Linked DNA regions of Mus musculus: region 1 is linked to region 2. Evidence: chromatin contacts called from public HiChIP or PLAC-seq data. All regions are on one chromosome and are shown on one strand. The core of a region is the stretch at or near the end of the contact, and the rest is flanking DNA. Distances in the headings are between cores, read along the strand shown.

Region 1 (5,744 bases), core at 410-2,909, 97 kb after region 2:
ATTCTCTGTGGTATCTTTACAACTTCTTTCAGGACACAAGAGTAGTGTAACTACAACTAACCAGGCCATAGGGTACATTTTTGTGGTTTGTTTGTCTGGTTGGTTGTTTTGTTATTTGCTTGTTTGTTTTTCAGTTCTTTGAGGAATCTCCACACCAATCTCCCCAGTAGTTGCACAAGTTTCGTTTGCACCAGAATTAAGGATTCCTCTCTTCTCATATCTTCATCCATTTGTTGTGTTTCTTTTCTTTCTTTCCTCCTCTTCTTTTCTCCCTCTTCCTACTCCTTCCTTTTTGGAGACAGGGTCTCAATTGGCCTGGAACTGACTGATGAACTCACATAGATCCTCCTCCCTCTGCCTTTTCTTCAATCATTCATTGGACTATTGGACATTTGTATGTGTCCTTTTGAGTACTGTCTATTCATCTCATTAGCTTGTTTATTGGTTAGATGACTTGGGGGATGAGGGTTGATGCTTAGTGTGTGTGTGTGTTTATGTATTTTAGATATAACTCTGGGGGGGGGGGGGTCTAGACAATGGTTGGCAATAATTATTTTCCCATCTGCTACATCCACTCTAGTAGTGACACACGTGACAGGCCCAAAAACCTGGATGTAGTCCTGAGGCAAAAAGTTCACAGAAACTTAGTCTCCTAGAACCATGGCATCCTGTATAACGAATGCTCCAATAATGTCCTTGCTTTAGTCGTTGAACGGATCTGCTTGCCCTCAGTATTGTTTTACTATAGGTGTCTCCAAGCAATGACTTGCCAAATACCTAAGCAAAATTGAACTTTGCTTCCTGGCCTTCACCAATGTCCGAAGTAATCCTTGAGCTGACCATGAGCTTTGAATTCAGTAAGAATGTTGCCTATTCGGTGACATTCAGAATTGCCTCTAGTATCGTAAGAGAGACAGTGAAAGAAATCAGGCATTACTATCTACTACATATAGTTAGAAATCTCAGGGCAAGCTTAGCAACATAAGTTTAGAATTCTTATTATAATTATGTATGGTAGACTACATTACTTATTAGTAGAAAGTCCCTTAGAATAATAGCTACCACTTAGAATAATAGCTGAGCTACTCCCATATGCAAGAATTTACAATGACCTAGGAAGAAGGAAGGTTGTGGTCTAAGAAGGAATTGGAGTAAATACTTAGAACTATAGATAGCTGAGTTACACCCACACACAGGAATTTGCAATGGCCTAGGGGGAAGGTAGACTATACAATAGACTAGAATTAGAACTAAGGCAAGGGCACGAAGCCCTTGCCCCTGGCTTCTAAGATTAAGCTGACCTTAGGTGGAACTGCTTTTGATCCCAGTTGTTAACACTGATTTTATCCCAGTTGGTTCCTGTTAGCTTTTAAGTACACATTCCTCTGTTTTGTTGTCAAAGTAATTTTGCATCAGATAACTTCAATGTACCTTGAATGGCCTTAATGTATCACTTAATTTCTTTTATATTATAAAAGACTGATGCTCACTTTGACAAAAATACATTCAGATACCACACTCCCTTTGGTCTGTATTTTTTTGTCATCCGTGCCAACTCCTTGCTGGTCTGTAACCACCGAACCCAAGTTTTGCCTGTGGATTGAGGACCCAAGTGAGGTCTGTGTGCAGCACCCATTCTGTAGGCAGTCTCTTCATTATGGTGATTGCTTCCTCTGTTATTCAGAAGGTTCTACTTGTCAATCTAGGACAGCGTCCAGTGCTGTTGGAGTCCTTTTCAGAAAGTTCTGCCTGTGTCTCGAGCGCTTTCCCTGAATCTGCCTTCAGCCGTTTCAGTTTCAGGTCAATGTTGGATCCACGATGAACTGATTTTTGTGCGGGATGAGAGATACAGGTCAAATTTCAATTTTCAGCATGTATGAATCCGGTTTTGCCAGGACTATCCATTCTCTTTCTTTAAAGAGGCTATCTTCTCCAACGTATTTTTTAAAACAGCTTTGTCAGAAATTAGGTTGCTATTAACAGTATGGTTTCATCTCTGGCTCCTCTATTCTATGTCACTAGTTTTTATGTCTGTTTTGTCCGTCTTTGTTACTGTGTCTGTATAATATAATTTGAGATCTGATATTGCTATGCCTGCCATTGTTCTTTATGCTAAGGATTGCTTTGTCTATAGGGCCTTTTGTGCTCTCAAATACATTTTACGATTTCTTTTTCTATTTCTGTGAAGAATATAATAGTTCCATTGAATAAATCCTCCTCTAGAATGCTGTTATCTCATTACGAGTCTCTACTGGTTATCTCAGATCCTTGCCTCCCATGCATTCTTATGTTTCATCTCTTAATCATTTTGCAAAGTTCTTGGATGTTGTGGGTCATCCTCATCCCAACAATCTTGTCATTAGGAACGAGGTCACCTTGCCTGCAGCCACATCATCACCAGCTTGTCATGCAACACATTACCGCTGTCGCCACAAATTGAGTACCCATTATAAAGGCCCCTGCCATAATGTCCCACCCTCTGTCTCTGTCTCTTTGTCTCTCTCCCTCCCTCACAACCCTTCTCTCACTCCTGCTCAAAGGTGGCCTTCCTCTACCCCCAACAAATCTCTCACATAATATCTGTAATATCTGTTCCATAATGTGACTCTGAGGCATTCCTTGGGTCCAACCTGCCAAGGTACTCTTCCACGGCAACACCCTAATGCTTGTAGATATCCCTAGTTTTTTCTTCTGCTTGGCGAGTCTGTTGGTGATGGTTCTGTTGTTTTTTGTATTTGATTTGTTGAGCTTTTTATTTCCAGAATTTCTACTTTACCCCCCAAAATCTTCATTTTCTCATTGTCTTTTTCTTTCCCACCACTGACATTTCCATTCGCATCTCTAATTTCCCTATTTATTTTGCCAGCAGCTTTTTCTTCTGTTGCTGATTCTTCTCTCTGGGTAGTGGATAAATTCCTCTGCTTGTTTCTATCTTTGTGCTCATTGATTTGGGTCAACTTGACACAAATCTAGACATATTTGGGAAAAGAGAATCTTAATTGAGAAAATGCCTCCATTGGCAAGTCTGTGAGGTAGTTTCTTGATTAATGATTAGTGGGGGGGGGGGGGGGGGCGCAGATTACTGTGGGTGATGCCATTGCAAGCAGGTGGTCCTGAGGTGTATGAGAAAGCAGACTGAGAAAGCAAGCCAGTAAGCAGCATCCCTCCATGGCTTGTGCTTTGGTTCCTGCCCTAAGTCCTTCTCTGAAGGCCAGTGATGTGGAACTAGAAGATGAAATAAAGTCTTTCCTTCCCAAGTTGTTTTAGGTCAAGGTGTTTATCACAGCAATGGAAACCCTGAAGAAAACAAAACAAAAAAAGCCTCTTTGGAGTTTTAGCGGAAAATTAGGAAATCTTCCCTTGGCCTTTCATCCCACTCAGTGTCTCTGACTGGTAATCGAGGAGTCCTGCTGCTTTGTGGCCCCCTCTCCCGGGTGTGTGTGTGTGTGTGTGTGTGTGTGTGTGTGTGTGTGTATGTGTGTTTCAATGTTCTACACTGTATATTTGTGGATAAAGCATAAAGCTTTGGCTCATCTTCTTGTTGTTGTTCTGTTTTGTTTGTTTTTTTGTTTTGCTCTGGTTTGGAGAAGTACCTTTAAGTACACAGCACTACATGGCTGGAGGAAAACTAACTGCTTTGGAAGTAGCTTCTGTGTCCACTCCCTTCCCCGCCACACACGGAACTGTGTAGCTGGCAACAAGTTGTTTGTTACTCTGTGTAACACTTCCAGTTTTCTTCTTTCCCATTATCTTTTCCCTTATAGATTTCTCAAGTGTTTCCTCTATTTCTCTCTTTGCAATAAAATTTAATTTTTCTTTTTTCTGACTCTCTTCCTCAGATAGAGGTAGCCTATAGTCTACCATTATATACACAACTCATACTTTCCTTACTTCTCACAAGTACATAATGCTCTAGAATCCTTTCTCTCTTAAAAAAAAATGTATGTGCATGGCTGTCTTACCTATATCTGTGTCTGTGTACTCTATGCATGCCTAGTGCCAAAGGGGTCAAACGAAAATGCTGGATCTTCTGGACCTAGTGTTATAAAGTTATAAATGGATGTGAGTTGCCATGTGGTTACTAGAATTCAAACCTAGCAGTCAGTGCTCTTAACTGCCAAGCCATCTCTCTAGCTTCTTTTTTCATTTTTTTTTTCTTTTGCAAAGTCTCATTAAATAGACTAGTGTGGAAGTTTGAATGAGAAATATCTCACATGGTTTCGGGCATTTGAATGCATACTCCTCCTTCAGTTGGAGCACTCTTTGGGAGGCTTAGGAAGTATGGAATTGTTGGAGGAAGTGCAGTGTTCTGTTGCACAGCAACAGAAAAGTCACTAATACAGCCAGGCTGGACATACAGTAATGATCCTTTTGCCTCAACCTTCCAGTGTTAGGATTATAGGTGGGCATCATCACACTCAGCTCCCAAAGTCAGTCTCTCTCTGTCCCTCCATATATATAGAAATCTGAGATTTCTATAGGACTTACTACCTTCAAGAGGCTCTCATCAAAGTTGTAAAATATTTTGTTTTCAAATTCTTCACTAACTTTTTTTTTTTTTTTTTTTTTTTTTTTTGGTTTTTTGAGACAGGGTTTCTCTGTATAGCCCTGGCTGGCTTGCTAACTTTTACTGCTCCTAAAAACCTTGGAATCCATACAGTGTGACTAACACCTATTGAACATTAATAAGATGAATAGTGGCTAGTCCCTAGACAGCTTTGGAATGGGCTCTTGGCACTGGAAAGATGAAGGCAAAATTAGACTTTCAGCCCTGCCACCAAAATGTTGAGTTAGGAAACAGACTAAAGGTTAAGTTGATTAACATTGACTAATGTTTTATCAATTATGCTTATCACTACTATGATAACTGAAAGGGAATGAAATCTAGGGATTTCTGGTTATGAAATGTGTGGAATTCCCTGGAGAGTGGCGTGTTTGGAGCGAGAAGGAAAGCTCATTACCCATCTACATAACCACATACGTGGTATTATGCATTTATTTCATTTGGCTGATCATCTGTATAGATTTTATTGTGACAGCCTCAGTAATAAATATGTAAATGTAAGCAGTTACTATGGAGTCTGATAAGCAGCAAGATCATACTAATCAGATCCAAAGCAGGGTTCGTGGTATGAAAAAATAAATTTTTTTTAATCAAAGATAGCTAGCTACCTTTAATCTCCCCAATTTGATAAAACTTTTGTTTAAACAAAGGCCATGCTGCATTCCCAAAGCTTGATGACCAGCAGCAACAGACTCTTCCCTGTCCTTTGACCCTTTGTTTGGTTTGTTTTTGCTTTCTTGAGGATAGGGTTTCTCTGTGTAGCCCTAGCTGTGCTGGAGCTTACTCTATAGACCAGGCTGGCCTCAAACTCACATAACTGTGAGACAAGAATAGTAAAAGAGGGAGGAAGGGTCATGTTGGCAGTGAGTCAGAGCTTGGATACCAAATCCATACTGTGTTCAAAGTCTATTCCAGTGCTTCCAATTTGCCTTTGTATTTGCTTTTGTTGATGTAGACTTTGGTTTGCAGAGCAGTGCCTTGTTTGGTCCAAAGTAAGCACAGGCTTACTTAAACTCCTCATCCTTTGCCTCTAGTTTCCAAGAGTTGGGATTATCACCTTGAGCCACTAGGCCACACTTGCAATGCCATGCCCCAGGGACCTCAGATGTTGTCCAAGTTTCATTGATAAAAGAATTTTAAACCTGGTTTGGTAGTGAACACCTTTGATCCCTGCACTTGT
Region 2 (6,703 bases), core at 2,958-5,457:
AGGATATTAAAATATCACAGCTATAGAAATGAAACTAGAACCATCCTGACATGCCAGCGCCTGCCATGGGCTTTACTCCTTGTTCATATCTCCAGGTCACCACAGAACTTGCTGTCTAGACCACTGGCCATAACCTGGTTGGATTCTCCATCCTTCTGGGTTCACGATTCTACCTGATGCTGAGTACACACTCTGCCTCATCCTTGGTGGGTTCTCCGGCCATCTCAGAGAGGTCAGCCTCTGTCTTCAACACCACATGAATGTATGTCACACTGCTATTCCTGCTTCAGCTGGTAGGGAATCAAACCCAAGTGACTCCACCACTGAGTGACAGACATACTCATATCACCCACATCCCCCCTCTTTTGAAAATTATCAACTTTATTTTAAGTAGCATAGTAAGTGATAGGTTTCTGTGCTTTAAAAACAAACAACAAAACAAAACAAACAAACAAACAAACAAAACTATATAGCTTTGGTTGTCTTATAAGTCACTATGTAGACAGGGTTGGCCTTGAACTCACAGAGATCAACAGCCTCTGCTCCCTGTGTCCTGGGATTAAAGGCATGTGCCACTATGCCAGGGGCTAGGTTTTTTTCAGACACGCCTTTTTTGTTTCTTCCCAACCTTCCCATCTCCCTGTATCCACATACTGGTTCCCACACCTCACTTAGTAACCTGTGTCCTGCTTTCATGTTAGACGGGTTCCATTGTTCCTTTGTTCTCCCCTTCCCTTAAGATTTCTTTTGTCCCTGTCATGGACCCCTTCCTAGTCTCATGACCTATGCTCACCCCCCTCCAATATATACATAAAAATTAAATCAATTCCATTCATTTTCCTGCCAATATCATTATTTCATTTTTCTTCATTGCTGGATAAAGTGTCATGTTTATTCATGTGTCACATCTCCTCATCCACTCCTCTGCGATGAACACCTAGATCTGAACTGTTTCCGGGATAGCATCAACAGTGGCTCAGTAAATATGGGTGTGTAATTAACTAAGTCTGTGGTATGTTGACTTAGAGTCCCCAGAGTATATATACCCAAGAATGGTATACCTGGCTTGTATGGAGGTCTGTTCTCAGTGTTTTAAGAAACCACACTGATTTCCACAGAGTCTATACCAACGTATATTTCCACAGCATAACTACTGTCCTTTCTCTATGGACTATCAAGTATGTGTTGTCCTCTGTTGGAATGAAATCTCAAAGTACCTTTAACTTTTATTTTCTTGATATCTATGGATATTTAAGACTATTCAAAATATTTATTAATCATTTATTTATGTTTCCTCCTTGGAATTTTTTTTTTTTTCTGAGACAGTTTCTTTGTGCAGCTCTGGCTGTCCTGGAACTATCTGGCTGGCCTTGAACTCACAGAGATCTGCTGACCTCTGCCTGCCTCTGCCTCCTGGGTGCTTACACTAAAGGTGTGCGTCATCACCACCAGGCTTGAAACAGGTTAATTTCTGTTCCTCCTGCTTCCACCTTCTGAGTTATGGGATTACAGGAGTGTGCCACTGCACCTGGGTTGTCTTTCTTCTTTTGAGAACTGTTCAATTCATGAACCCATTTGCTAATTGAAGATGTCTGTTTTGTGCTTGATTTTCAGAGTTCTTTCTCTTTTTTTGGGGGGTGGGGGGTGGGGTTCAAGACAGGGTTTCTCTGTGTAGCCCTGGCTGTCCTGGAACTCACTTTGTAGACCAGGCTGGCCTCCAACTCAGAAATCCGCCTGCCTCTGCCTCCCAAGTGCTGGGACTAAAGGAGTGCGCCACCACGCCCTGCTCTTCACAGTTCTTTATATATCCTAGATCTGTTCTTTATATAGTCTATATATTATTTTTTTCTTTGAAGTACAGCTTGCAAAGATTTTCTCTCCTCTTCTTCTGTACAGGGTCTCTTCACTCTGTTAATGGTTTCCTGTGCTGTACAGTAGCTCTTTAATGTAATCCCACCACCAATTCTTTGGGGTTAGTTCATGTGCTACTAGAGTCCTTTTCAGAAAGTTCATACCTACAGTTGTGTCTTGAAGGTTTTCCCTTTAGTCTACCAGTTTCAATGTCTCAAATGTTTATTAAAATTTTTTATTCATTCTGAATTTATTTTTGTTCAAGGTAAGAGATATGGATCTACTTTCATTCTTTGGTGTGTGAATAGTGTTTTGTTGGTTTTTTTTGCTTTTGTTTTTAGTTTCTCAGCACCACTGTTGAAGGGACTTTTATTCCCCAATGTATGTTTTTAATACTGTTGTCAAAAATTGGCTATAGCTATATAGGCTATAGTTATATATTGCTATTTTAATTATTCTATACATTTGTTTTGTGCTATGAATGTCATATGAATATATCTTTGCTACACATACACACAAACCCTTTTTTCTAGTGGCAGAAATCAAATGAGGAGGCTTGTCCATGGTAGGCTAGTGCTCTTCTGCTGAGCTGTAGCCTCAGCCTCTCCTCACCAACCTGCTTCCTTGGTTTGCCTGGGTTTTCCTTTTGTTTGGTTTTATCTTGAGATAACTTTCACTCTTTAGCCCAGGCTGTACTTTAATTCATGGTGATCCTCCTGTCTCATCTTCCTAAGTGCTGGGATTACAAATATGTGTCCCACCTACCTCCCCAACTGTTTTGGATTGGTGGATTTTTGGGTTTCTTGAGACAGATTCTCGGACTTAGCATCCCAGGCTGGCCTGGGACCTGTAGATGCTCTCCCACTTGAGTTTAGTGCTCTGTTTACAAATGTGAGACCCAGCCCCACTCTCCCTGATGGCAGTACTCACAATGTTGATGCTGATGCTGAAACTCAGTCTGGGCTCACAGGAGGCCAGCAGCATAGAGACATCCAGGAGGCCAGCTGCAGAGGCATTTATTATTGTAATTATTATTATTAGTAGTAGTATTGTAATCATTATTATTCTCTCATTCAATGACCCCAACTGTAGTTTTCCCTCCTTCTACTCCTCCTGATCCCCGACCTCTTCTCTCTGACAGAGGCATCCTTTAAATACACTGTGGTTGTGGTAAATCCCAAGTGGTTTGTCTTGATGCTCCATTCTGAGAGGTGTCAAGGTGCAGTGGAATGAGCCCATGAGCAGGAACCATGAGAACTGAGTTCCAGAACCATGGAACTCATCACTCTCACGATGAGTGAAACACACCCTAGTCAGAAGGGAGTTACAACTCTGTTAAAGCTTGCTACTGTACACTTCTTTAGTAAACACACACTGAATTTCACTTACGATGCTCAAGTTCATTTAGCAAAGCTACCTGATGACAGAATCAGAGTAAAGGGGGAAAAGAAAAGAATTCTATGGAATGACCTGTCTTAGGGACTTTTTTAAAAATTATTCTGTTATTGAGATAAGGCTCCATGACCAAGGCAACTTAAAAGAAGAAAGAGTTTTCATGAGGCTTACAGTTTCAGAAGAGTTAGAATCCATAACCATCAAAGTAGAGAGCATGGTTGAGAGTAGGCAGGCTTGGCACTGGAGTGGAGCTGAGAGCTTATATCTTGAGGCACTATGGCAAAGCAGATCAAGAGACACTGAAAATAGTGTGAGCTTTGGAAACATTGTCACGGCCACTGACACACCTCCTCCAACAAGGCCACACCTCCTAATCCTTTCCAAACAGTTCCAGCTACTGGGCGTCTGCATTTAGTCTAGGCTCTGCCCCACAGTTACCTAGCATCAGTCAGGTGTGCCTGACTCACTATAAAAGAGGCTGCTTGCCCTATTCTCTCTTGTTTTCTTGCTTTGTCCTCTTGCTCCTTACTCTCTCTCTCTCTCTCTCTCCCCCTATTCCTCCCCCCCTCCCCCCTCTCTCCACATGCTCATGGCTAGCCTCTCTCTCTCTCTCTCTCTCTCTCTCTCTCTCTCTCTCTCTCTCTCTCTCTCTCTCTCCCTTTCTCTGTCTCTACTACCCCCTCTACTCACCTCCCCATATTCTAAATAAATTCTATTCTACACTATACCATTGTGCGGCTGATTCCCCAGGAGGAAGGAATGCTTCGGCATGGGCCCACAGAGGCACCCCCTTTCCCCCATACCACACTTGGCTTCCACTAAACATCCCTGTTTTCTCTTACCTTTTTATAAAACACAACACTGGGGACCAAGTATTTAAATTTAGGAGCCCATGAGGCCCATTCTCATTCAAACCACCACAGAACTTGTTCACTGTCTGAGTATGGGGACTAGGTAGTGACTGGGTAAGATCTCTAAGGAAACACTGCGGCCAAGGGTAATCTGTTGAGTGCTTCTATTTACTGAGTGCTCTACTAAAAGCACTTTGCATTTAAAATACTTCATTCAGCCTTCAAAATGCACAAGTGATAGACATTCTGTTGCTGATTACGCTGGGATTCATAGATTTTAAGTCATTTGCCTGCATACATGCTGCTAGTGAGCAGACAAGTGAGATTTGCCCTGCAACAACTTAGTCTTATCCACTAGGATGGCTTTGTTGGTCTTACTCTAAATAGATGAGTTAGAAGTCAAATTTTATAACTTACAGGGAACTTATTATTTGAGAGATAGAAGAACTATGAATGGTGCACATCTTTAATCCCAGCACCAAGGAGGCAGAGGCTGGCAGATTTCTGAGGGGGGCAGGTAAGAGTAGCAGGACTGGAGATATGGCTCAGCAGTTAAGAGCACAGTCTACTCTTCCAAAGGACCTGGGTTCAATTCCCAACACCCACATAGCAGCTCACAACTGTATATGACTCCAGTTCCTGGGTACCCAACACCCTTATGCAGACATACATATTCAGGCAAAACACCAATACACACAATTTTTTTTTTTTAATTAAAGTTAAAAAAAAAAAAAAAGACAAGCTGAGGGCTGGTGAGACGACGGCTCAGTCTTTACGGATGCTTGTAGGCAAGCCCAACAAGTTGACTTTTCTGGGATCCATATGATGGAAGGACAGAACAAACTTCTGCAAACTGTCCTCTGATCTCCACACGTGGCACACACATACATGCACACTCTTAACAAATCAAACAAGCAAATGTTTTTAAAGAAAATTTAAAGATAAGTAGAACCGGGCATGGTACCACATGCCCATAGTCTTAGTACTTAGGAGACCGAAGCAGAAGGGCTTTTGAGTTTAAAACCAATTGAGCTACATAGTGATATTTGATTCAAACAAATAAATACATGGCAAGGGCTGAGGATACAGCTGAACTGGTAGACTATCTGCTTAGCATGCAGATAGCCCTAGGTTCAAACCCAAGCACAGCATAGAACCAGGTGTGGTAGCACTTGTCTAAAGTCTTCATGTGCAGGATATGGAGGCTCAGGATCAAGCAGAGGAAGGTGGTGTGTGTGTGTGTGTGTGTGTGTGTGTGTGTGTGTGTGAGCGCGCGTGTGTGTGTGTGTGTGTGTGTGTGCATCAAGTTTCTAAGAAATCAGCTGGATCCTTACCTTACACAAGCCAGTTTCTTAAAGCTGGTGTACACTAATTGGAGATCCTGGCTGTGTCCCTCACCTACATGGTCCAGCAAATTCCCTTCCCCCTTCCCCTAGAAAGCCTACAAACAGAAAAGGCACCAAAAGCCCAGTCCTGCATTCCTGACATTCCTGACAACTGTCCCAACCTCATGAAGTCACCAGCCACCCAAGGCTCCCCAACACACACACACACACACACACACACACACACACACACACACACACACACACACACACATTCTGTGGCAAATGCATCCTTTTCTTTCACCTGCAGTCTATAAAAAACTTCCACGATATCGTCTGCCTGCGACTTTTTCCAGTATTTCCCCCTGAGACTGGTGAACTCACCCAAGAGCCCATTTCCCAAATAAACTTGCCTTTTCTACTTTTAATTAGGCTGAATTGGCTCCCCCCCTACCCCTCTATGGGGAAAGCCTGTCACACACCTTGAGAAAGCAAGCACAGGCCAAAGCAGACACATCCCTTTCACAGTTCTCCTGTGTTACAAAGGAAAGATTTTCCAAGTCTCAGAGTGGTACAATAACCTGTGGTGCAAAAACCTTCAGAGCATCTCACAGGGACGCAGTTTGTAAAGCCGCCTTAAATGGAGACATGTTAGCAGCCAATAAAGCCTACATATGGAGTCATGTCCCTGTTGGATTTATACTGCTGTCGTGGGGAAAACATGGTATTAAAGCAGGATATTTTGACCATATTGGTTTCCTCTGAAACGAGATATATTCTAGACTATGATGCTAGGAATAACAGTATTGTTGGTTTAATAGGCATGAGTTCTTGTAGTCCTTTGTAAGAAGCCAGCAAATGTCACTTTTTCCTTGGGTTCTGCAGACCTTTGTAATAAATTATTGAACCTATGAAAGGAGTTGTGTAAACAGCCTCAATTTACAACCAGCTGGTCTCTAGAAGCTCCGGGGTTTGGGCACTGGGGGGTGGGAGGCAGTCTTCTGAGACTGAACTTTTAGTTACCCATTGCCAGAGCACAGTGCAATTTTAGGGTACGCATCTCCCACCTAGAAAATTCAAGAGAGACCGGGCGTGGTGGTACACGCCTTTAATCCCAGCACTCGGGAGGTAGAGGCAGGCAGATTTCTGAGTTCGAGGCCAGCCTGGTCTACAAAGTGAGTTCCAGGACAGCCAGGGCTATAGAGAAACCCTGTCTCAAAAAATAAATAAATAAATAAATAAATAAATAAAATGCAAGAGATGGCTGCTGGTCCTGGGAAA

What was found. HiChIP or PLAC-seq counts read pairs in DNA pulled down with a chosen protein or histone mark.
Region 1: an H3K27ac HiChIP or PLAC-seq map of embryonic stem cells shows a contact between it and region 2, with 16 read pairs. The contact joins two enhancer-like sites. A contact is called at or near these places in 1 of 15 datasets of contacts at CTCF or cohesin (CD8 T cells), 4 of 484 Hi-C or Micro-C datasets (CD8 T cells, Th1 cells, regulatory T cells and 1 more) and 7 of 115 datasets of contacts at active chromatin or transcription factors (CD8 T cells, effector CD8 T cells, embryonic stem cells and 2 more).

What each region holds. Positions count from the first base shown.
Region 1 is chr6:37,824,307-37,830,050 of GRCm38.p6, forward strand. No RefSeq gene overlaps it. Among named protein-coding and RNA genes, the nearest start is that of Trim24, 44 kb to the right of the region's middle. Within about 2 kb of position 1,660, at least 11 of the 459 cell types and tissues checked have an H3K27ac peak or open chromatin away from gene starts, as enhancers often do. A contact at or near this core is called in embryonic stem cells and trophoblast stem cells, where this site is marked.
Region 2 is chr6:37,725,139-37,731,841 of GRCm38.p6, forward strand. The region is part of intron 3 of Gm38791 (a long non-coding RNA gene); the gene reads left to right. Among named protein-coding and RNA genes, the nearest start is that of Gm38791, 14 kb to the left of the region's middle. Within about 2 kb of position 4,208, at least 31 of the 459 cell types and tissues checked have an H3K27ac peak or open chromatin away from gene starts, as enhancers often do. A contact at or near this core is called in embryonic stem cells and trophoblast stem cells, where this site is marked.